Regions from separate parts of the Oryzias latipes genome. Here region 1 is linked to region 2. Evidence: chromatin contacts called from public Hi-C data. All regions are on one chromosome and are shown on one strand. Each heading gives the region's core, a stretch centred on a gene start, on an enhancer-like site or on the middle of the called end of the contact. The rest is flanking DNA. Distances are from core to core; before and after follow the strand shown. Region 1 holds the start of nfatc4 (nuclear factor of activated T-cells, cytoplasmic 4). Region 2 holds the start of LOC101169233 (zinc finger protein 287).

Region 1 (2,700 bases), core at 14-2,513, 150 kb before region 2:
TCTCTCTTCTCTGCACTTGAAACATAGCAGGGCGACGCGATGCAAACCAGCCAATCACAGACATGGACTTGAAGGTTGATGCTGATAGTGATTGGTCATAAATTCTTCCAATCATCTCGTGGACTGGATCAGGTTTGGAAATATGGTTTAAAAAAGAAGATTTACGCTCCAAACAGTGAGTCCTGCACTTGGCATAATAGCACAAAAATCTCTCCACAGAAATCGATCCAACGGTGCAGGGCCCTGAGTCTAAATCCTATGAACATTTTTTTTAATGGAATCATGAATACACTTTTCCTTGATATTCACATTTGTTGGGAAAGATTTTATATATCATGATGCTGTGCAGAAGTCCTCTCAGAGTCTTTCTAATTTCTGGTCAGAATTTGTAAAACGCTGTATGGGAAGATCAGCTACTAGCTGACATTCAAACAGATATTTTCAAATGGTTAAAACTAAAAATATTTAGAAATCTTGAGGCAAAATCCCCAAACTGTGAGGCACTTCCTTTCTGCAGCTGCCATTGATTTATTTACCCCGTAAATGCAGATGATCTGTCACTTTGTCTAAACGACTGAATGTAATTGAACAAATTCAAAAGCAAACTTTATCCGAACAGAACCACCAACCAGTCCTCTCTTTGGCCGTCCTTACATTATTTTTCTTAGGAAGAAGGAGTTTCCACTGTCAAATGTTAATGCCTTTGTATACTTTTGGGATTCCGCGTTGGTGGTAGTTTACAGAGCCTAACAAATCCCCCCGAGGGCTTTAGAAATTCTTGCCTTGTTGGTAGCACTTTTCCCCTCTCACTAATCACACTGCAACATCATGAGATCCGTCCAGGATCCAAAGGCCTGCCCACACAAGCCCAAGAGGATGACAGACAGCGGGACAGGCCCCCATGCAGTTACACACCAGTATACCAGGCCCCTGATAATTGTGAGAACCAGAGGAGGAAGGAGGACAGAAAAGAGGGGAGGGGGCGCAGGGTGAGTGTGTTTATTTAAGTTTTTCATCTCCTGACTCAGACAGAGAGCAGACTGCAGAGGATAATGAGAAACAGATCTTTGGTTGAGAGGAAGAAGAGGGAGGGGAGAAGAGAGGATTGAGGGAAGGGGAGGGCAAAAAGAAGGGGCAAAGAGGGGAGAATGACAGCCCAAAAAAAAGGCGGACAGGAAATAGACCAAGTTATGTTCACTAAGTGGCAGTCCCATTGCCTTCATGGTGGTCGGTCTGAAAGTTTGAGACAGGAGAAGTTCAGAGGTGGAACAAAAATTCCACTGCTTCAAACTTTGAATCAAGCAGACATGAAGATCCTCTTAGTGCTGAAAAACTTCAGAAAAGTCGTATTGGGATGATCCAAAACAAACAAGAACTGAGCCACATTTGCCTGCTGCATTAATGGATGTGAATGTGGCTTTTAAAGGAACTTTTGGAGTGAGCCTGGAGGGGGCCGAGGAGATGGAGGCTGGAGGTTGGGCAGGGGGGATTCTTGACTGACGCGTTTACGGTCCTATGGGGAAGGAATAACCGACCAACCGGCGATGGGAAACCCACCCATGGGCAATTAAGGGTAAAGGACGAGAAAAATATTTGATAAACTTTCCCCCCTTCTCCCTGTCGTGAGCCGGGCAGAAAAAGCAGAAGGAGCTATGCAGAAACCCAAGGAACTAGAGCGGGAGGTCCAGCCTTTTTGGAGCTTTTGGAGCTGCTTTGTGCGTTTCTCCTGCGCAAAGATTTGATCTGGACCGCTATAAATCAGGTTAAGCAAGAAGAAACGGCAGAAAAAGAGGAATTTATCTGCTTCAGTTGGGAATACAAAGAAAGAAGGAGAACAAAAGTTTGGGCAAACTTTACTTCAAGTTGAATTTTTCTGTTTTTAGCGCACCGAGGACGCAACCATCGCTGCGTCCGCCTGTAAAGGAGATCAGGTTGGATTGCTTTTTCTGAGTCCCGCTCGCGCTGCCGGGGGGCGATGGGGGCCGCGCCGGGCTCGGGATGGGAGGAAGGCGAGTTTGAGTTCAAGCTGGTCTTTGAGGAGGATCCGCCGCAGCGGCGCAGCCAGGGGTCATCTCCTGCGCGCGCAGCCGCACCGGAGAGCGCCGCTGCCGGCGAAGAAAGTGACACCGCGCTGCTGCATTTGGACTCGTCCAGCAGCAACAACAGTCTGGGTCAGTCCAGATTTTAAAAACGTGGATACACTTTGTAGTAGTGACCCTCCAGGTCACCCGGGAAGCTTTGCGTGCGAGCTGCGCGTTTGTGTTTAAGTGTTTGCGTGCCTGTTTCCGTATTTGAATTTTGATTGTGTGTTTGTTCTCAGTGTGGTATGCATCTGCGAGCATTTCTCACTGTATTCTTGTTTGCACGTGTGCGCTCGGGCATGCGTGCGTGCAGCCGCAGACTCAATGTGTTTCTAATCAGCTGTGCGTGTGAGCAAAGCTAACAGCTGCCATCTGGGAAGGAACCCCAGCTTTGCGCACTGAACGCATCACCAAAAACACGCCCCCGTCCCTCATTTCTGACCCTCACAGACGCGCACCTATTCCACTCTGCAGTTTTGGTTGCGCATGCTGGTATTGCACATACTATGCTGGCTTTCATGATCACGAAAGCCTCACTGCGTGAGAAGAAGACTTCATTTCAGATAAGAAACATTTCCGTGTTTCTAAACATCATAGCAGGTGGTCTTTGGTGACATTT
Region 2 (2,700 bases), core at 187-2,686:
GGGGGGGGCTGTTGGTGCTAGGAGTGCCAGAAACAAACCGTATGTTACACCATGGAACTGAATCGGGAGGAAAGGGAATGGTTGCATCCATGCTGCATTTCAGTGTGTTTACGTTGAAAGTGTCAAACAATTGGGCTAAATTTAAGAAGGATTTGGATTTATTGTTTTATTAAGTTACATCAGGCTTAGTTTGAGACAACTGAAAGGTTCGTACTAAATTCAAGTTTTTTTCTGAATTTTCAGTTTTTTGTTGTTTTGTAATCCTTGTTTTTTTTTAACAAATAAAAAAATTAACTGACCCAAAAACCAATGTATGAAGCGAATCGTCCTAGTTGATGCAGAGCAACCCCGCCCCCACTTCCCCTCCTCGTTGCTTAGAGCTCTTCGTTTACTTGCTCTACAGCTCCTCACGCCCCCAACCCAACACTGCAGGTGCAACAAAAATGGTGAGAAGTACTGGAATTATCCAGCCGTAGAGTTTAGATCCAGATTCCAGCTCAGACGGGAAAACAAAGACGTTCATGGATCCATTAGTCTGCAGGTGGATGATCAGAATGGAGCAGAGCAGGAAGACTGTGGCCTTCAAAATCATTAAAGAAAAAAGGTTCAGAGCTCTGTCTAGTGGGGTCTAGATGACCCCACTCCCAACGTTAACGTGCCAGAGGCACTTTAGTGGGGTCCCCTGGACCCCACAAGACAGCACAAGGGATATAGGGTTTACTGTAGGGCTACACCCCAGATGAGAAGGACTCAACAGGACAAAGGATGGCATTTAAAGCCTAATTGATTTGCATTTTGTTGCGTTCTGGTGTCCAGAGTCTGCATTTTGACTAAATTTCCCACCAAACTGGCTCCCTTTAGGGAGTCATGTGCGAAGGAACCTACACATGATAGAATAACAGAGGTCACGTGTTTCATGGTGAAGTACAGCTGTAGTAATTAACGCGTGAGGGAGCAGTCAGAAGGTTGGAGGTGTCCTCCTTACCATCGCCATGCGGGGGCAGCTGCTGCTTGTTGTTGTTATACTGATCTTTCTTTGGAAAACATTGTGACTTATTTGGAGTTTTCTCGGAACCGGACAATCCCTCGTTTTCCAGCAACTTGATCTTACGGTTGAGCGCTACGATTTCGCTTTCTCTTCGGCGAAGCTCGACCTGCACGAGAGCAAAGCTGTCCTCCCATAGTTTGTTGATCTCCAGCACGGCTGCTTTGGCGAGCATCTCCACGATGGAGGCTAACTTGCTCTGGAAAGCCACAGACTTCGTCATGTCTCCCATCTCCGGACCGCTGCGACGCGGGTCACGTTCTCCGCACCTGGACGTCGAGGACGAGGCGCGCGCGGCTGCGGCTGTTTCACATCACAGCTGCTGCTTTGGGTGAAAAACATGGAAGTGTGTTACAATACTGAGAGGAAACTGTCATGGTCACGTGACGAGAATCTACGGCGCCTCAAATGCGCCAAAAAGATTTCCGCGGTGTGTCGTCTAAAAACATGACGGTTACTCAAAACATAAACAAATAAATATAAAATAATAATATATATAAATTATAAACCACGTATACAAATAAAAAAGATCAAAATGAGTCAAAATCTAAAGAAAAGTATTGATTTTGTTTAAATTTAACTGCAACCTGATCTTCCAAGCGTTTATTGTTTAAAATGTAATTCTTCTCTTTAAAGCATCCTCAAGCCTTAAATAAGACGATTACCAGACATCTTTTAGGATCAAAAGACAGCATAATCTATTCCAATGCTTCAAATAATTTGTCAAAATAGTTTAAATTAATTTAAATACACTAAATATACACTAGAGGGCGAAAGTGTTGCATAAACTAACCCCTGATGAGGTTGTGTTTGAAGGTTCATTCATGTTTTTATGTAAACAAGACTGACTGAAAAGCTCTGCTTGTTTCTGTTTTTACGGGGTTCTTTAGCTGTGAAACACTACATTCGTCTTCAGGATTTGTTGATCATGCTGCTTTAACAGTTTATCTTGGCTTTATGCCAAAACAAATAAAACAAAGTGACAAATGCAGATCGAAGTTATTAAAAAAAATATATTCTATAGATAGATCTATATCACGTAGATATATCCATCTTTATCGATATATTTATCGATACAGATATATACATCTGTATCTATATCGCCAGGGTAGCTCGAACTTTCACGCAGGAATCCAGGGTTTGATTCCCGGGGGGAATGAACAATTAGTGGCATAATGGTGAGCAGTTAACCTCACCCAGTGAGGGTCCATGGGCAAGACCCTTAACACCTACCTCATAACATGAGAGACAATGAACCACATGTCGTCCCGTCTGTTTTAATGTGTTATACCCAGTTATTTTGTCCAGTTATGTTTAATTTCTGCATCATGAGTGAGAGAGGGGGAGGGGATGATGAGGTTATTTAGCACCCCTAGTGCAAAGATTGGGTACATGAACTGAAGTTACAGTTAGATTCATGATAAAAAAAAAATGCATGGGAGATATTGTAATGAGCCACATTGTTTAATTTATTTTAACTTTATGCATGGGAGATATTGTAATGAGCCACATTGTTTCATTTATTTTAACTTTATAAAAATGAGAAAATCTGCAGGCTCTAACTTAGACATATGAGAATTCAAGAAGAACAATACATTAATATGGAAAAACGTTTAATTGAATTGGAGTAATATGACATTTAGTTAGATAAATGT

Evidence for each region. A called contact is a pair of places that touch in the nucleus more often than the background predicts.
Region 1: a contact with region 2 is called in a Hi-C map of fibroblasts, with 1.7 times the contacts expected there. The contact joins the promoter of nfatc4 here to the promoter of LOC101169233 in region 2. A contact is called at or near these places in 2 of 5 Hi-C or Micro-C datasets (embryo and fibroblasts).

What each region holds. Positions count from the first base shown.
Region 1 is chr17:3,282,810-3,285,509 of ASM223467v1, reverse strand. It overlaps nfatc4 (nuclear factor of activated T-cells, cytoplasmic 4), which reads left to right and starts at 1,263. Exons shown (of 13, transcript XM_023965389.1): 1 at 1,263-2,171. The coding sequence starts at 1,976.
Region 2 is chr17:3,134,677-3,137,376 of ASM223467v1, reverse strand. It overlaps LOC101169233 (zinc finger protein 287), which reads right to left and starts at 1,436. Exons shown (of 2, transcript XM_004078686.4): 1 at 986-1,436. The coding sequence starts at 1,277.